Linked DNA regions of Oryzias latipes: region 1 is linked to region 2. The links are chromatin contacts, called in public Hi-C maps. All regions are on one chromosome and are shown on one strand. The core of a region is the stretch at or near the end of the contact, and the rest is flanking DNA. Distances in the headings are between cores, read along the strand shown. Region 1 holds the start of sfrp2 (secreted frizzled-related protein 2). Region 2 holds the start of pdlim3 (PDZ and LIM domain protein 3).

Evidence for each region. A called contact is a pair of places that touch in the nucleus more often than the background predicts.
Region 1: a Hi-C map of gastrula embryo shows a contact between it and region 2, with 1.7 times the contacts expected there. The contact joins the promoter of sfrp2 here to the promoter of pdlim3 in region 2.

What each region holds. Positions count from the first base shown.
Region 1 is chr1:20,872,534-20,875,527 of ASM223467v1, reverse strand. It overlaps sfrp2 (secreted frizzled-related protein 2), which reads right to left and starts at 1,445. Exons shown (of 3, transcript XM_023958131.1): 1 at 811-1,445; 2 at 588-668. The coding sequence starts at 1,297.
Region 2 is chr1:20,737,398-20,740,097 of ASM223467v1, reverse strand. pdlim3 (PDZ and LIM domain protein 3) reads right to left here and starts at 1,361. Exons shown (of 7, transcript XM_023958077.1): 1 at 1-1,361. The coding sequence starts at 16.

The DNA.
Region 1 (2,994 bases), core at 196-2,695, 140 kb before region 2:
GGACGGTATAAGTAAACGCCGTTTAGCTTAGCCAAATTGTGTTTGTGCCAAAACCAGGACAAGGAGGAAAGGCAAGAAGAACACACGGGATCCTCCTCACAAATCACACACAAATTCCTAAAAACGCTCAGACAATAATCCATTTTCTCGTTAATAGGCTTTTTAGCTTTGACGTCCTGCTCAAGTTTGTACTTAAAAAATAGATTTTTCCTTTAATGACTAAAAGGTAATGCTGTTTTCAACTTCCTTGACCAAGTAATGGTCCACAAGGTTTGATGTTAACCCCTTCACATCTGAATTTATTTCCAGCGACTGAATTAAAGATCCGCTTATGTTTTTGCTTTCAAGTTGATGGTAAATTAAGCTAATTTTGGAACCAAATGGGGTTTGGTTCATATTTGCATCAATAGACGTAAGGGGTGAAAATATCAAGCGTGTATTTTTCATATTAGATGTTATTTTTTTCAACTTAAAGAAAATCACTTTTTGAAGTTTATGATACATGTTTGTTTTTTAAATAAACTTTTCTCTTTCCTGTCTTTATAACCTGTTAGAATAAAATTGTCATGCTTCAGTGATTAACTTACCAAAGTCATTCTTGCACAAACTGTCCACAATTTCGTTGTCCTTCTCATCAGTTTCCTTGCATGCGTCACACACCCTAGGTGCTAAACACAAACACAATATAAATCAGATCAAGTTTAATATAATTTACTGAAATTTGGAAAGTAAAGTGTGTGGCATCAAACTATTTCCCCCTTTTCAGGTTGTTAAAGTCCCTCTGCTGTGATTTTCTGGACGCTTTTTTACCTTCCTCGGTGACTGGCACCAGGTTCTCGCTGTCTACAGGTGGGATGCACAGGTCGTCGTCTGGCGGGAAGCGCTCACAGTCCAGCATCTTCGGCCACGGGAAGCCGAAGGCGGACATGACGGGCGCGCAGCCGCGCTTCACGCTCTCGCACAAGGACCTGCACGGCTGGATCGGCTCGTCCAGGTCATCCAGACAGACGGGGGCGAAGAGAGAGCAGAGAAACTTCCTGGTGTCCGGGTGGCATTGCTTCTGCACCAGGGGGATCCAGGAGGCCGCCTGCTGCAGAACCTCGGTCATGGTCTCGTGGCCCAGAAGGTTCGGGAGGCGCATCTCCGTGTACTCCATGTCGTGGCAGAGCGGCAGGCTGGCGGGGATCTGCTTGCAGCTGTTCCGTTTGAACAGCAGCTCGTGCTGGTCGAAGTTGAAAAGCGCGCGGCTGCAGTGGGTTGTTGTGAGCAGCAGCACAGCGGAAATGAGGGCTCTCATGGTGGTCGTCCTTGAAGGGGTTCTAAAGCTTGGTGGGTCCTCGTGGATGGAGCGCGCGCCTTTGGCCAGCACCCACTGTTAACGGGAGGTTTTCTTCCAGACATGACTGGGAGGAGTCTGCGCAGAGACCTCTTCTCCATTCTGCACAGTTGGTTTCCTCATGTCAGGTGAACCTTGTGGACATATTTGTCTTCTCAGGGAAATAAAAAAAAAAAACTCTGGGTCTGAGAGACATAATGCTTTCTAATTGTAGCTCTTAGTATTTTACCAGCAGTCATTTTCCTGACAGCCTTCCTCCCTTTTTCGTCTCCAGCCCTGCATGAAATCATAACAGAATCTGTCTGACAGCTTTTCCTCATTAGGCTTAAATCAGCAGAAACATAGCCAGAGTGATCCCTCAGCTCGCTGTGTTTCGACCCGTGCTGTAAATAGTTTGGAAATGTCAGTGGGGGCATTTAGCTCAGTTCAATGGAGCGTTAATTTTCCATCATTAGGAGTGGTGAAATCCTCTGGGCAGGTCTGCAGGTTCATACCACATGGTGAAATATGGCTTGGCCTGGTGTGAGAAGCAGACCTCCTCTCAGCACACCCGGGGGGGGGGGGAAACCAAATCTGCTCCCCACCTTTGCTCTGCTGCTCTGGCTCCTGTCGGCCCCCAGACCCCACCAGGCTCCATGCAGCAACAGGATTCTTCTCAGACTTGGACCTCAGGACAAGTGGAGTTTAATTTTTTTCCTCAAGATTCAGATTCTTCATCTGTGCAAACAAGTGCATGCTGGGGACTTAGTGAGAGCAGAGAAGTAGAATGCGAACCCTTTAAACATTAAAGACATCTTTCTGATGATGGAGGAGATATACTGTGTAAAGAAAACTAAGCTCAAAATTGCATTTCTGAGTATTTCTTTATTCAAATCGTGAATCAGGAGCAGATGAAAAAAATAATGTTGGAAAAAGCCTTGTAGGGGTGAAGTAGAAGCTATGGTCGCGGGCCACAATCTCCCTGCTCTGCTCCATTCTGATGCATCTACTCGCAGACAAATAGATCCACGAACGTCTTTGTTTTCCTCGTTTTAGATGGAATCTGGTTTAAAACTGTACGACTGCATAGCTCCAATATTGCTCCCCATTTTTGTTGCACCTGCAATGTTAAGTTAGGGGTGTGAGGGGCTGTGAGCTAGAGGGAGAGAGCGTCAACAAAGGGATGATGGGAAATAGGGACAGGCTTACTTCATGCCAAGAGTTCAGCCTACATCATCTCTGAAGTGAATTTCTAAAGAACTCATACCGCTGTGCAGAAACTTTGTCCTAGAAAATGACAGTTTTTGTTTTCCATTTTGGTCTCAAACGGCATAATCGTAATTAAAAGACCACTGGGAACGCTTTTCCAATAGATCAAAAGAGGATTGGAGTGGGACTTTAACAAACAAATAACCTCTGAAAAATTGTCCCAGTTGGCTTTTTTAACTACATTTTATTCAAGTTCAGTCCATTTCTCCTTTTCTGCAAATCCACAATTTGCTTAAAAATGTTTGGCTGTTTATGCAATTTATGTCATCAGAGCAACAACGGAACAAGTAAAGGCTCTGTGTCCCAAACATATTTTAAAACCTCCTAAAATATTGGTAGTATTAAGAGCACTCAGTTGTGTTTTATCCTTTTTATCCCTGGAAAGCCAGTTGATAACTCACATGACTCTA
Region 2 (2,700 bases), core at 112-2,611:
GGTGATTTTGATCCATGCAGGGGGGGTTGCAGAGGGAGGGGAAATGGGCAGACCCCAGTGAGGTAATTGGTCAGATTTTGGAATCAGACTGTCTGCTTGTCCCATCAAAACTAACTGGTGTACTTGTTTTGAGTTTTTGTCTTTGCAACTGGTTCTCCGGAAATGTTTAAACCAAACTAAAGTGCACGTTTGGGCCCGTGCGAACATTTGCATGGAGATGTTTATCTGACAGATAACTTATGGAAGAGCTTCCCATCTGCTGACAGCCCCAGCCCTCCAGCTCCTGCTGTCCTCTTCTCATGCTTAAGCCCTGCTGCTCTTGTCCTTATTTGGTCTGAAGACAAGGCTCCTCTAGGAGGTCCTGGAGGTCTCACAGACGCATTCCAGCCACTATTGATCCCATACAGCACTGTGTGTCTGAATCCAAGGCGGGATGACAGTCCAATTCTCATTTCACATGTGTTCATACAAAACAGCTTTCCCTCACTGCTTAAAGAACACCTCTTATGATCATTTTTCCTTAGTCATGTGTCTGGACATGGTCTATGATGGGGGGGCGCAAACGTTTTGCAAAGGCGGACAAATTTGGTGAGGTAAAAAGGTTTCAGCCTGACATTCTTTGAACTGTTTTTATCACATTAAATGCAAATGAACTTTTTAATGAACATTTCAGTGCAGTGATACACTTTTCATTTGTTCACAGAAATAAACCCCATCTAATTAGGTTTTAACTAAATTCTTGTCAATTTTTCCATTTTTCACCTCGTAAACTCTCAATTAGCTCGTCAAAGTTAGCATGTCTTGCCTAGACATTGAACTTCTTGAAAACATCAGAAATCTCTTGACGTATTTGGCAGACACAGTTCTCATAAAACAAAATTTCCATTTTCTGCTTATTCTGGAAGCGAAATCCTTCGTGTCAATTATTTTATCATTTACAGTTGACATTTTAGAACTGAGCTAGAAAGGGTCACAAACCGGTTGCAAAACACTGTTATACAACGGCTTAAAGGGCCTATACCATGCTATTCTTAAGCCTTTTATATTAAACCGTATCCATGTCTATGATAACGTATTATATTTAGCACACAAGATAATTAAATATGAGTTATTTCCATAAGCCATTTTTCTACCCAGAAGTAAGACGACTTGATCCCTGAGGCTCCAGCTTTCGCTCCATGTGGGTGCCGCCCACTTCATGACGTCATCCTAGGGTCAGTCTCAGGAGTGTGTCAGCGTCTTGTCCACGAAATCCACGACATCCAAACGTTTTCAAAGATGGATGTGCATCTTGTGCATATAAAATGAAAGCGTTTTGGCAGAAAAAATGGGTATGTTTTGTAGCCTGGGGGGGCGGTGCGGGCAGTGCAGACTCTTTATGGAAGGGGCTCTTCTCACTGGTCTACGTCAGCTCGTGAGAACCCGCTCGTTTTTGTGGGTTGGGAGGGGCTGGTGCTCAGAGCGCAGGATTTTAGAGGAACACTTAGAAATGCTGATCAAAACACCGCTTTGGGGTTTCTGTTCGTGAGGAATGAACATGTCAGTCAGAAAACTCATGCAATAGAGAATGCTTTATTTTCTATATTTTCTTTTAGTTTGGCATGAGGCTCCATTCAGATACAATAAAACAAGATCTCCATAGAAAACTACGGGTCTAAAACTACCCCTAACGGAGCGACAAACGCAACGCTCGCAGAAATGGATGAATAGGGCGTAGGCGCAGGTGAGTTAATTGGGCTGAACTGCCCGCAGGGTGGTTATAAATGCACTGCTGAGCTGCCTGCCTGAAATTCTCCCAGGGTCATGCATTATAATACACTTAAAATTTAAAAAAAAGACTTAGCATAGCATAAGCCCTTCAAGATGTAATTTAGCCAATCACAAACAAGAAATTGTATACATAGTTATGAGAAAATGCTCAGGGCCACATATTTTTGAGTTTTTGGAAGGAGCCTGAGGGCCAGTAGAAATTTGGCCGAAGGGCCGGACTTTGAACATGCATGGTCCGTAACATCTGGGCCTGCCTAAGCTAATAGTTAATTAGGAGTTTTAGACTATTTTGGTTGTTTGTTTGGTAATTTGGCCATGACAGAATGTAGATTTTTCGCAGACTAATCGAAGTTCAGCTTTTTAGAACTTCATATTCAAGCGTTCTGTTTGATTAGACAGGATATTACTGCCTCCTTGGCCTCAAAAACCTATTCTGTGGTATAATATGATTGTTTCTGAACAAAACAAGTTCTGAATGGGATGTTGGAGCAAAACAGTGTAAAATGAACTGCCGAAGAGATGCCTTTAACGGGTGTCACAGCTAACGCCCGAATACTGTAAAGCTGTCATCAAAATAAATGCATAAATGGATTACAACAGGAGCCCTGGATGTTGTGTCAGCAAGACTCTCTGGTATTAGGTTTAGCTCCGCTATTTTCATCTCCTCTGCAGCGCTCACACACACAACCTGTCCAACAAAATAAAATCTAGGGAAAAAAGTTTGTCCTCATTTCTCTTATTTTGATACCTTTATCTCCCCAACATCAGATGACTGCAAACCTCTGCACAGCAGTCTGGGTGTTAGCTATTGATCAGAGGTGTGCAAATAAATACGAATTGCTTAACTGTGTCAGTAAATAATTCAAAGCGTGTTTTCAGCACAGACAAGCTCCTGTGGAGAACTTTGTTCCTCAGCAGGACTTTTTTTTT